2 separate regions of the Mus musculus genome follow, and region 1 is linked to region 2. Evidence: chromatin contacts called from public HiChIP or PLAC-seq data. All regions are on one chromosome and are shown on one strand. Each heading gives the region's core, a stretch centred on a gene start, on an enhancer-like site or on the middle of the called end of the contact. The rest is flanking DNA. Distances are from core to core; before and after follow the strand shown. Region 1 overlaps Ypel2 (yippee like 2). Region 2 overlaps Vmp1 (vacuole membrane protein 1).

What was found. HiChIP or PLAC-seq counts read pairs in DNA pulled down with a chosen protein or histone mark.
Region 1: a FOXA1 HiChIP or PLAC-seq map of pancreatic cancer cells shows a contact between it and region 2. The contact joins two enhancer-like sites. A contact is called at or near these places in 2 of 115 datasets of contacts at active chromatin or transcription factors (large pre-B cells and pancreatic cancer cells) and 1 of 9 other capture datasets (adipose tissue).

The regions. Positions count from the first base shown.
Region 1 is chr11:86,941,298-86,946,606 of GRCm38.p6, forward strand. It overlaps Ypel2 (yippee like 2), which reads right to left. Exons shown (of 5, transcript NM_001005341.3): 3 at 4,636-4,679; 4 at 3,276-3,384. Among named protein-coding and RNA genes, the nearest start is that of Gm51915, 39 kb to the right of the region's middle. Within about 2 kb of position 3,439, at least 42 of the 459 cell types and tissues checked have an H3K27ac peak or open chromatin away from gene starts, as enhancers often do. A contact at or near this core is called in adipose tissue and pancreatic cancer cells, where this site is marked.
Region 2 is chr11:86,651,134-86,656,577 of GRCm38.p6, forward strand. All of the region lies in intron 5 of Vmp1 (vacuole membrane protein 1), which reads right to left. Among named protein-coding and RNA genes, the nearest start is that of Vmp1, 30 kb to the right of the region's middle. Within about 2 kb of position 1,523, at least 136 of the 459 cell types and tissues checked have an H3K27ac peak or open chromatin away from gene starts, as enhancers often do. A contact at or near this core is called in adipose tissue and pancreatic cancer cells, where this site is marked.

The DNA of each region.
Region 1 (5,309 bases), core at 2,189-4,688, 290 kb after region 2:
AAAAAAAAAAAAAAGCCCTGACAAGGTGGTACACACCTTTGATCCCAGCACTCCGGAGGCAGAGGCAGAGGCAGAGGCGTCTGTGTGAGCTCCAGGGAAGCTATGGCTAGCTACATAGTGATCCCTGTCTTAAGCTGACATTCATTTGCACACATACATGTATGTGAGCTCTTGAGGGAACTGGGATCTCTGAAGCTTACTAGGAGTCTGCCTTACAGACATTTGTTTCTAGAAGTCTGGTTATCATCTTAAGATGCACCTGTTAGCTGGCGGTGGTGGCGCATGCCTTTAATCCCAGCACTTGGGAGGCAGAGGCAGGAGGATTTCTGAGTTCGAGGCCAGCCTGGTCTACAAAGTGAGTTCCAGGACAACCAGGGCTACACAGAGAAACCCTGTCTCGGAAAAACAACAAAAACAACAACAACAACAAAAAGCTGCACCTGTTATACATAAGTAGGATAGCAAGTACCTCCAGACTATAAGGCCAATCAGGTCTTACTTTCTGTTCTCCCTGTTTCCACCTCAGGTGAATCAAGTGCTTTTCTTTCACTACTGTGCTCCAGGGTACTAGACACTGCATGAACCCCCGAGCTGCAGAACCTCCTCCCACCCCACCCTCTCCACCTCCCTGGCAGGTTGCTTCCACCACCATCCCGCCCCCGTGGAGCCTCTCAGCGAGCCCTACAGAAGGCCTTTCTTCCCAATATAGGACAAAGGACTATCTCACATGCAGAGTGAGGAAGCACACGAGCATTTATACATTATCCCAGAACACCTCTCCCGGAAGTCACGTGGGTAATGACAGAGGCACAAGCAGTAGATAAGGGGCTCTTCTGGCAGAGCCTCTGAGATCAGTAAGAAACCAAATCCTACTGTTCCAAAATAATAATGATACAAACTACAGCTTTTTTTTTTCTGTTTGTTTTCAAGACAGAGACTCTTGCGTCTCTGGTGGTCCTGGAATGCAGAGGTCGGCCTACCTCTGCCTCCCAAGTACTAGGATTAGAGGCCTGTGCTACCACTGCTCAGCGGGCATTACTAGTGAACTACCACCTCTATTCAGAACTTTCTATTTCTTGTGTTTTAGAACAAGAGTTCAGACTTTAAGTTGTCTTGTTGAGTGAAGAATCAATCTACAAAGTGAGGAAGAGGGGAGCTAGGAGACCAGAGAATGTGCAAACACTCGGTACTATGGATTCAGCAGCTATGGATTCAGCAGATTTTCCTGTGCACTCTGTCTGTCTGTCTGTCTGTCTGTCTGTGCTATAATTTGAGAATAAGACCTGTTGTGCCTGTGTTTAGGGCAGAAATGAAGAAGAGTAAGAATACTAGGGTGAGTTTTCCTCCGGTATCAAGGGGCATTCCTATAATCCCAGCACTGGGAAACAGGCAGGAGGAAGGAGTACAGCCTGGGCTACATAGTGAGTTCCCAGCATCCTGTGATACGAGGTTTTCTTATTAAATAGAAGAAATGCAAAGTGGATCACCTGCCCACCGGCATCCGTGATGGTGGCTCTGAACTCCAGCAGGAAGTCAATAATCTGGGTCAGTCTCTGGAACCGCTCACTTAACTAACCGATTAGCTACTCAGTGTCTCAACCTATGGGTCACAACCTCTTGGGCAAACCTCAGTCTTCAAAAATATTGGCATCATCATTCATACCGGTAGCAAAATTACAGTTATAAAGTAGCAACAGAAACAACTTTGTGGTTGGGGGGTCACCACACCATGAGGAATTGTACTAAAGGGTCACAGCATTAGGAAGGTTGAGAGCCACTGCACTGTAGGGTTGTTCTGTAGGTTCATAAAAATACCAAGACAAAGGAACAGAACAGAGTTGGGTACACCAAGGCGATCAATACAAGCCATCGGATGCTTCCCCGATGTCCTGCCCATCATCACGATAGGGAGTGGATCGCCATCTTTTTTCCTCTCCTGATGCCAGGGTCAAGTTCAGGGCTTCTAGGCAAGTGCTTCCTACAGTACTCACTCCCAGTAAGTTTATAGTCAACAGCTTTTTATAAAATTGTCAGATCACCAAACCCGAACCTCAAGCAACAAATGAAACCAGCCTACTCAGGGTTATCTCTTCCTCTAACCCAACATCTCAATGGATGAAGGAGTTCTAGGATCAACAGCAGAACTGTGATCATGTGGTGGTGCGTTCCTGTAACAACTGCTCGTGGCGGGCTGAAGAAAAGGACCCAACTTTCAGGACAATCTGTCCCTTGGCAAGACCTAACATCACCGCCACCACACGGCCCCATTGCTCCTTAATTTATTTCCCTGTAATAAACTTTATTATATCTTTTAAGAGATTTTATTAGTTCCCCAGAGAGGCCAAGCTCCTCCTGCCACCTCCTCCAAAATACAAAAATCACAGGCTTGTACCGCAATGCACAGGTGACATTGAATTGCTTAGCACTGAAAAGGCTGAGCGTGAGGGCATAAAGCCAGCTAAGAGACAGAGCCCGTTGGAGCCTCATTCTGCTGCTTAGACGGCATGCAAAAACTAGCTGGTAACTGTGGAAGCACTGATCATACTTTTGTAGAGACCCAAGCCCAGCTAACATACTCAGACAGTTCTGTATTTTGTTAGTTGTCTGTCTGTCTGTCTCTGTTACTTCATTGAAACAGGGTCTCATGTGATCCATCTGGGTCTGTCATCTACCTGCTTTAATCTTTTAAGTGCACGGATTGTAAGTGTATAGGACCATGTTTGGATAGCTAGTGTTTCTTATTTTTGTGTATATGTATATACTTGTTGGTGTGTGCATGTGTGTGTTTGTGTGTGTGAGAGAGAAAGAGAAAATGAAGATGTGTTAGGCAGAGGATAGTGTCAAGTGTCTTCCTGAGTTACCTTTTTGAGTGCCTCCCATTGAATCAGGAGCTCCCCCACTGGCTGCACAGGCTGCCTCGGGGATTCTCCGAGTCTATGCCTACCCAGTTCTGGGATTACAAGCATGTATTGCTGCACCCAGCTTTTCCCAAGGGTCCTGGGTATCAGAACTCAACAAGTCCTCATGTTTATGGACAAGCAGTTTGCTGACTGAGCCGTCTTCCCAGGGTTGTTACAGTCAGCTTTCAGGAGATGCTTTAAGGCCCTGCTAATAATTGTACTCGTGCGCTCCCACGGAAGTGTTTCCAGGCCAGGTGAAGGGATGAACAGGATTACCTTTCTTACAAAGGTACGAGCCCCCAGGGCTGAGGGCAGCCCTTGGAAGAAAGCATCCCTTACCCAGGAGGCCCTCCCTCCCAGGCTCGTTGTACTTACATATTTCCAGCCCAAAGTGGTTTTGCAGTTTTCACAGTAAATGTCTGCAACGGCATGTAGTCCTGTTAGCAACACCCGCTCTTCTGCAGGCCCACAGCCCACATTAACTCTGTGCCAAAGACAGAAAGAGAGCGAGCGGGTGGTTAGTCAGAAGGATAAACAGCCATTAGTCATTCAAGCTGAGCTCCTGGCAAAAACCGACTGGACAGGCCTACTCCCAGGGAAGCCTACAGGGAGAAGGAACTGGTCTAAAACTGAAATGAGAAACATCCATCGCCTCAAAGGTAACCACATGGAAATGTCTCCGTGGGAATAAATCCTGCATCTGCAAGATTCAGTTCTGTGGGTTGACCAAAATAGCTCTGGATGACAGTTTGCTTAGGATTTAAATTTTCTGACACTAATTTATAATCTTGTAACTAAAAGAAAACTCACGTTACATTTACTTGTTGGGTGGATACATGCATGCTGTGGTGCCTTCATGGAGGCAAGGACAGCTTTGGGAATGGGTTCTTTCCTCCTACAGTAAGCTTAGCTTTCAAGCGACCCAACTGTGTTGTCAGGCTTGGCAGCACGGCCTTGGCCATCTCTTCCCCCCTGGTCTTGTAATTGAAAGGGAGGCTCAGCCTCGAGATGGTTGCACAGGGGTTACAGAGGATTGCCTAAGACAGTGAACAAGACCATGTGTTTCCGTCTGTATCATCAGGGTGAGTGACCCTTGAGTATCTATCACACCTGCTTTACAGAACACCTGCTCCAAGGAATGAGCTACATTTCCTTTCACAGTTTATCAGATGTCTGCGAGCTTTTGTCTTCCTAGCCAAGTCAGAGGCTGAATCCCGTGACAGGCTGTGTCGACATCCTCTGCAGAAGGGACGAGGCTCTTCCTAAGCCTTGCCCCTAACATAAGTTCGTTCGTTCTTTCTTTCCTCTCTCTTTCTTCCTTCCTTCCTTTTTCCTTCCTTCCTTTCTCTCTCTCTTTCTCATTCTCTCTCTCTCTCTCACATACACCCTCACACACACACACACACACACACACACACACACACACACACTCACACACACCGTCACAAATCTCAGGTCTGGCTGACCTCCACGATGAAGGTCTATCAGAGACCCCTCTAAGTTTTCCCTGTGCTGGGGATACTGCAGCGAGTACCATTAGTTTTAGTTGGAGATGATGCCAACCAAATTTCCCCTAAGGTAACTGACTACCAGTGGTTAATGGGAATGCCCCTAGGGATTTTATTATTACTAATATTACTAAGGCAGAGAGAGGTCATTGATGAATCAGAGGAGTGCTTGCCCCGCCCCTCGAGACTTGCACCCAATAAACAGGTACCCAGTCAGAAACACTCACACTGAGTTGAAGAGGTAGGCTCGCCCTTGACTTCCCTGGAAGGACTGAAATACAAGAAGACAAATCAATAGTTAGACATCCATGTTACTTATTTGGGAAACCGACCCCAAATCGCAACCAACCTGACTGCCCATGCAGAAGGGAGCATGCGGCCAGCAAGAGCTCTAGCTGGCAGGTGGCATGGGGCAGGAGGTGGTGAAGACAGAATAAACAGTTCAGAGATGAAGGCAGCCCACACACTCGGGCTATTTTTACCAGCTCAGGTGACTTGATGGACAGGGGTACAGATGACAAGAGAGTAGCCAGGCTGGTGTGATGGTGCAGTGTGTAACACCAGCACTCGGGAAGCTATGGCAAGCCTGGGACACACTGACAAAGTTGATCTTTATTTAACAACAGAACTGCAAGTAATTAAATACCCCTCCGTTCTTCACGTTGCCCGACAAGGAATTCACTGGGAGAATTAATCTGCACGGATGTCACACACAGTGGCCTCTCACACACAGTGGCTAGGCATGGAAAGCCAGTACAGACCCTTTGGTTTGCCCTCTTCTTACTTGGACCCCAGCACAAGAGCCTGCACTCATCATTTGCCTTGCTCCTGGCCCCTCAGCAGTTCCAGTCCTAAGTGGGGATTCCAGGGCTCCTCTTCTGCTGTGTACGTGATCTCAATG
Region 2 (5,444 bases), core at 273-2,772:
GGTTCTGACCTACAGAAAGGACTGCTAGATGGGTGGAATATAGAACTACTCACTGCAAATAGACACCAAAAAGCTGACCTATTCCTTTATTTCTTCTTTTTTTAAAATTTCTTTTTAAAAATTCTATTTATAAGGATATTTTGTTCACATTGGATGTCTGTGCCCAAAGAAGCCAGGAAGTTCCTGGGAATTAACTGATTTACAGGTAGTTGTGGCCCAGATGCAATGTGGGCACTGGTCCTTTGGAAGAGCAGCCACTCCTTTTAACCACTGAGCCATCTTCTCCAGCCCCCCAGACCTGTTCTTTAGATTCTCTTTGTCAAGTCACAAGCTAGCACTTCCCTGCTCTTCTCTATAGAAAGCAGCATGGTTTGTCTAAACCCAAAGGCCTGGGCATTAGTTAATGTGAGTGGCAGGTCTTTAAATCTGTTAGACTTAAACAAAGTATAATTAGAATTCTGCCTTATCTTCCTAATGTAACAAAGTGTTTAAAAATAAAACAATGGCTGTGGCACCTAGGGCAAGAATATATTATTATATGTTAAAAGTACACATCTGCTGGCCAAAACAAAAGTAAACTCTAACATTAATTAGCCCATGAACCTTCTGGAAGCAAGTGAATTCTACCAGATTAGTATTCTTAATATAAAGAAATACTTGGGGCTGGAGAGATGGCTCAGTAGTTAAGAGCACTGACTGCTCTTCCAGAGGTTCTGAGTTCAAATCCCAGCAACCACATGGTGGCTCACAACCATCTATAATGAAATCAGATGCCCTCTTCTGGTGTGTCTGAAGGCAGCTACAGTGTACTCACATATAATAAATTAATAAATCTAAAAAAAAAAAAAAGAAGAAGAAATACTTTGTTTCTCCTTTAAAATCAGTAAAATTGGTTTTAAAGATTTACAAATAACTGTGTATCACTTTCAGTACAGTATGATGTTTTAGTATACATTATACACTATACAATGTAAACTATATACATCAATAAGCTAACAATTTTTAGGTGACCCATCACCTCAAATGTTTATCAGTAAGCCTGAGAGGGCAGGCCTGGTAGCACACCCTTTACTCTCAACATTCAGCTGGCCAAGGCGGGGAATCACTCACTGTGAGTTTGAGATCAACCTGGTCAAGCTGCTATAGTGAGCTCCAGGCCAGCCAATGCCAAAGAGTGAGACCCCCACAAAACAAAGAAAACACTAACAAACCCTAACTGACCTTCCTCTTTCTTTTCTGAGGTTGGGCTTGAAGCCGGGCCGTTGAGCATGCTAGGGAAGTGCTCTGCCACTGACCTCCATCTTCTAAGCAAATTTTGATCATGAGTTGACCTAAGTATTCCGAACAAATGGACTACATATTTAGGTAGAGAGCTATGCAAGTTGTTTAACATAGTCTTTGAAGCTTTCTTTTAAGCACACAATTATAAATAGTGACTTAAGGGCAGGAAGCTATCCAGTCTGTATAAACCCCTATGTCCTGGAGACCTTGGTTTCTGCTTTTGATGTGGTGACGCTCATGAGTTAATAGATGAGTCACTCCTTGGGGAGAGAGAGGGAGAGGAGCTACCATTCCCTCCCTCATCAACCAAAGGCCAACAGGCATTTTTTTTTTTCCTAAAAAGAGGCTGCTAATCTTCCAGGATGAGCTCTGACTCAAAGTGATCATGCCACAGTCACCGTGCCTACAGAAGTCAGTATCAGTGACACCACAACCCAATTTGGGGTAATTTCTTCCTTCTTTGTACTCAAAGATTCACAGATGAGCACTGACGCAATCATCAGAGTTAGAAAAAGTAGCGAAGAGGAAGCTGGCAGGTTAGCTCTGAGACAATCACCACCATCATGGCATTAACAGCACAGTTACGGAAACTATTTCTCCGCTTCACTTTACCACATCTCAGTGATAGTTCCCAAATATTTACTTCCAGCAATAAGGAATCAAGAGCCAAAAGGGCCCAGAAATATCTGTACCTAAGGAAACACAGCTTAGAGCAGCACAGACAACTATCAGGCACTACCCACAGCAATGTTTAAACACGAGAAGACAATCAACATGCCAGATTTTAAAAAGGTACAATTTCTGCTCCACTTTAAAATAAAATAATCCAAACTTAAGAGTAAAACAGGCATCTGGGCAGCAAATATTATACATATTTGTTGTGTTTAACTTATAACAAAGGTAAGGTATTTTGTTGAAACGATCATATTAAGAAAATGTCTCTTAAGGAGGAATTTTCAAAGGACAACACAATTTGGTTACAATTTCTAATAAAGCTTGGTCAATTTTATACTATAATCCAATAGTTCCAAATCCTACCTTCACATTGCTTTTAGAAGGGAGAATGCTAATGCTCCAGGCATTTTTCTACTTTGATCCCAAGTGTGAAAAAAGAAATCCTAGTGAATTAGGCTAAAAATAACATTTGTCTGTAAGGGTAGGTATCCCAAAGGCCCAGTGTAGAAACTGAGCTTTGAAAAATCTCTCTGCAGGAAAATGCTCCCCCTAGTGTCAAAAACTGTCTATACACCACACAATGGAAGCCTGCCAATGCAATTATAGCTTTTGCTGCTGTTGTGATCGGGGCTCATGAAACCCAGGTTAATCAACTTTAGAACTTATGTAGGTGAGGGTAGCCTTCAACTCCGTATTTTACCTTTAACGTGCTGAGATTATAGGTGTGGGTCACCACACTCAGCTTTCTTATTTAGATGTAAGACTTTAAACCTTAATTTTGCTCACTCCTCCCCCATACTCTGAGAATGGGTTTCTCTGAGTAGCCCTGGCTGTTCTGGAACTCACTCTCTAGACCAGGCCGGCTTCAAACTCAGAGATTCACCTACTTCTGCCTCTAGAGTGCTGGGATTAAAGGCATGTGCTACCATCACCCAGCAGGCATTTTCTCTTTTTTATTTTATTTTTGAGATTCACTAAGCAGCCAAGGCTGGTGAGAATAGCTAAGGGTGGACTGTGGATGTAGTCAGTAGTAGAAAATTTGGCAAGCATGTTCGAGGCTGTTAGTTTAATCTTTAGCACTGAGAAGAAAACAAAGGCATAACACACATATTGAAAATGATCACTTGTTTTAAACAAGGAGCTGAGAAGCCAGAGATCGCCTCAGACTGTGTTGGCACAGTCTGAGGACTTGAGTTGACTCACAGGACCCATGGGAGAAGCTGGACACAGCTCTTTACATTTAGAATGCCAGCACTCCTATGGGGAACGGGAGGTGGAAGCAGGAGAATTTGCTGGAAGCTCAAGTATGCAACACAGCCACACAAACAACAAAATCCTGTCTCAAAAACAGTAAAACATAAAAAAAGGAGAGAACTGACAGCAAACATGTCCTACGACTTTCACATATGCACACATGCACTGAAACGCAAACCCTTAAGTGTCTCTGGTCTTTTTCTCTTTTATACTCTCTCTTCTTCAAAACAAAAATATAAAACTCTGTAACATAGTATAGTATTTATAATAGCTGGAATAATTTTCTAGATACTTTATGTGTATTAAACATCATGTTTAAAAAGATACATTTGTTATTTCATTTAGTCCTCAAAACAGTCACGAGATAATTACCATTATTATCACTTCCATTTATAGTTGAATAAACTAAGGTTTAAAAGTTAAGAAATCGGGCTGGTGAGATGGCTCAGCGGTTAAGAGCACTGACTGCACTTCCAAAGGTCCGGAGTTCAAATCCCAGCAACCACATGGTGGCTCACAACCACCCGTAACAAAAATCTGATGCCCTCTTCTGGAGTGTCTGAAGACAGCTACAGTGTACACACATATAATAAATAAATAAATAAATCTTAAAAAAAAAAAAAAAAGTTAAGAAATCTGGGCTGGAGAGATGGATCAGCAGTTAAGAGCACTGACTGCTTTTCCAGAGGTCCTGAGTTCAATTCCCAGCAACTACATGGTGGCTCACAACTATCTGTAATGGGATCCAATGTCCTCTTCTGGTGTATCTGAAGACATAGACATATATAAAATAAATAAATAAATCTTAAAAAAAAAAGTTAAGAAATATGCCAGGTGATAGTGATACATGTCTTTAATCTCAGCACTTGGGAGGCAGAGACAGAAGATTTTCTGAAAGTTAGAGGCCAGCCTTGTCTACAGACTGTTCTAGGATAGCCAAACTATACACAGAGAAACCCTGTTTCGAGAAAACCACCACCACCAACAATAACAATAACAACAACAAAAATCTTAAGAAATTCATCAAACATCACATAGCTAATATTGGAGCAGACATTCCAACCTAGCTACTTGACTCTGCTTCTCTCATAATCAAAACTTCTGCATACTCTTCACCATTAAAGGATGGAAAACCAGATGTGGTGGTGCACACCTGCAATCCCCTTATTTGGGAAGCCCTGACAGGAAGGATGCTATGAGTTCAAGACCAGTCCAGGATATATAGCCGTGGGAATTATTTTCCACATATGCAAGTCAATGGAAAGCAAGGCTAACTGGTAATTTTACTGATCCTTTAAAAATTATTTTAGATTTTCTTTGTATGCACATCTTCCTGCATGAATGTGTGAAACATATGCTTGCCTGGTATTCAGGTCAGAAGAGGAAGAGCACTGGATCCCCTGCAACTAAGATTACACACAGCCCCGTTCATTCTTATGTAAGCAAACCATGTATGTGTGAATATAGACAAATAATAAATCATGTGTCTAAGCTAAGAGAGTCATTTGGGAATTGGGTAAGAATGCTTTATAGGCAAATATACAACAGTATATTGATTGTGTTAGTGATGCCATCTAGTGGTGACCAAATATAGATGTACTAAGACAAGTTCTAGAATTGGTTTTTTCTCTTTTTTAAAGGATCTTAGGATTTATTTTGTTCTGCATGTGTGGATGTGTTCAACACACATGGATGCCTATGGAAGCCAGCAGACAGCATTATATTCTCTGGAACTGGAACTATGAATGATTGTGAGCCACCATCTGCGGCTGGGAATTGAAAGCAAGGTCCTCCACAAGAACACACTGGCCTTAACTGCTGGGCCATCTTTCTCTCCAGCCCCCTAGGAAACTGATTTCAAACCACTCGTAGATGACAATCTTTGGAGAATGTGAATAACGTAGGTTTTTTTTTTTTTTCAACAAGAATAAAAAGCTTATTCTCCTAGGTACAAAAGTAGAATGTTCAGGAAATTAGAATAAGCAACACAAGTCAGTGGTTCTGCTAATCATCCTACTAAGTACCGTTCCGCAGAGATGAAAGAAGCTCGCTTTGCTCTCTGGCTCACACCCACCACTCCCATGGAAACAGCAACTCTGCTGATTGAGTGATGAGGGTTCCAACACACATTTTCAAATTACAACCTTTCAATTGAAAAACTTAATCTTAAAAATAAGGAAATTGTTCATTAACTGAAAAATATGACTTCATTTTAAGATCTAATCTTTTTAGTC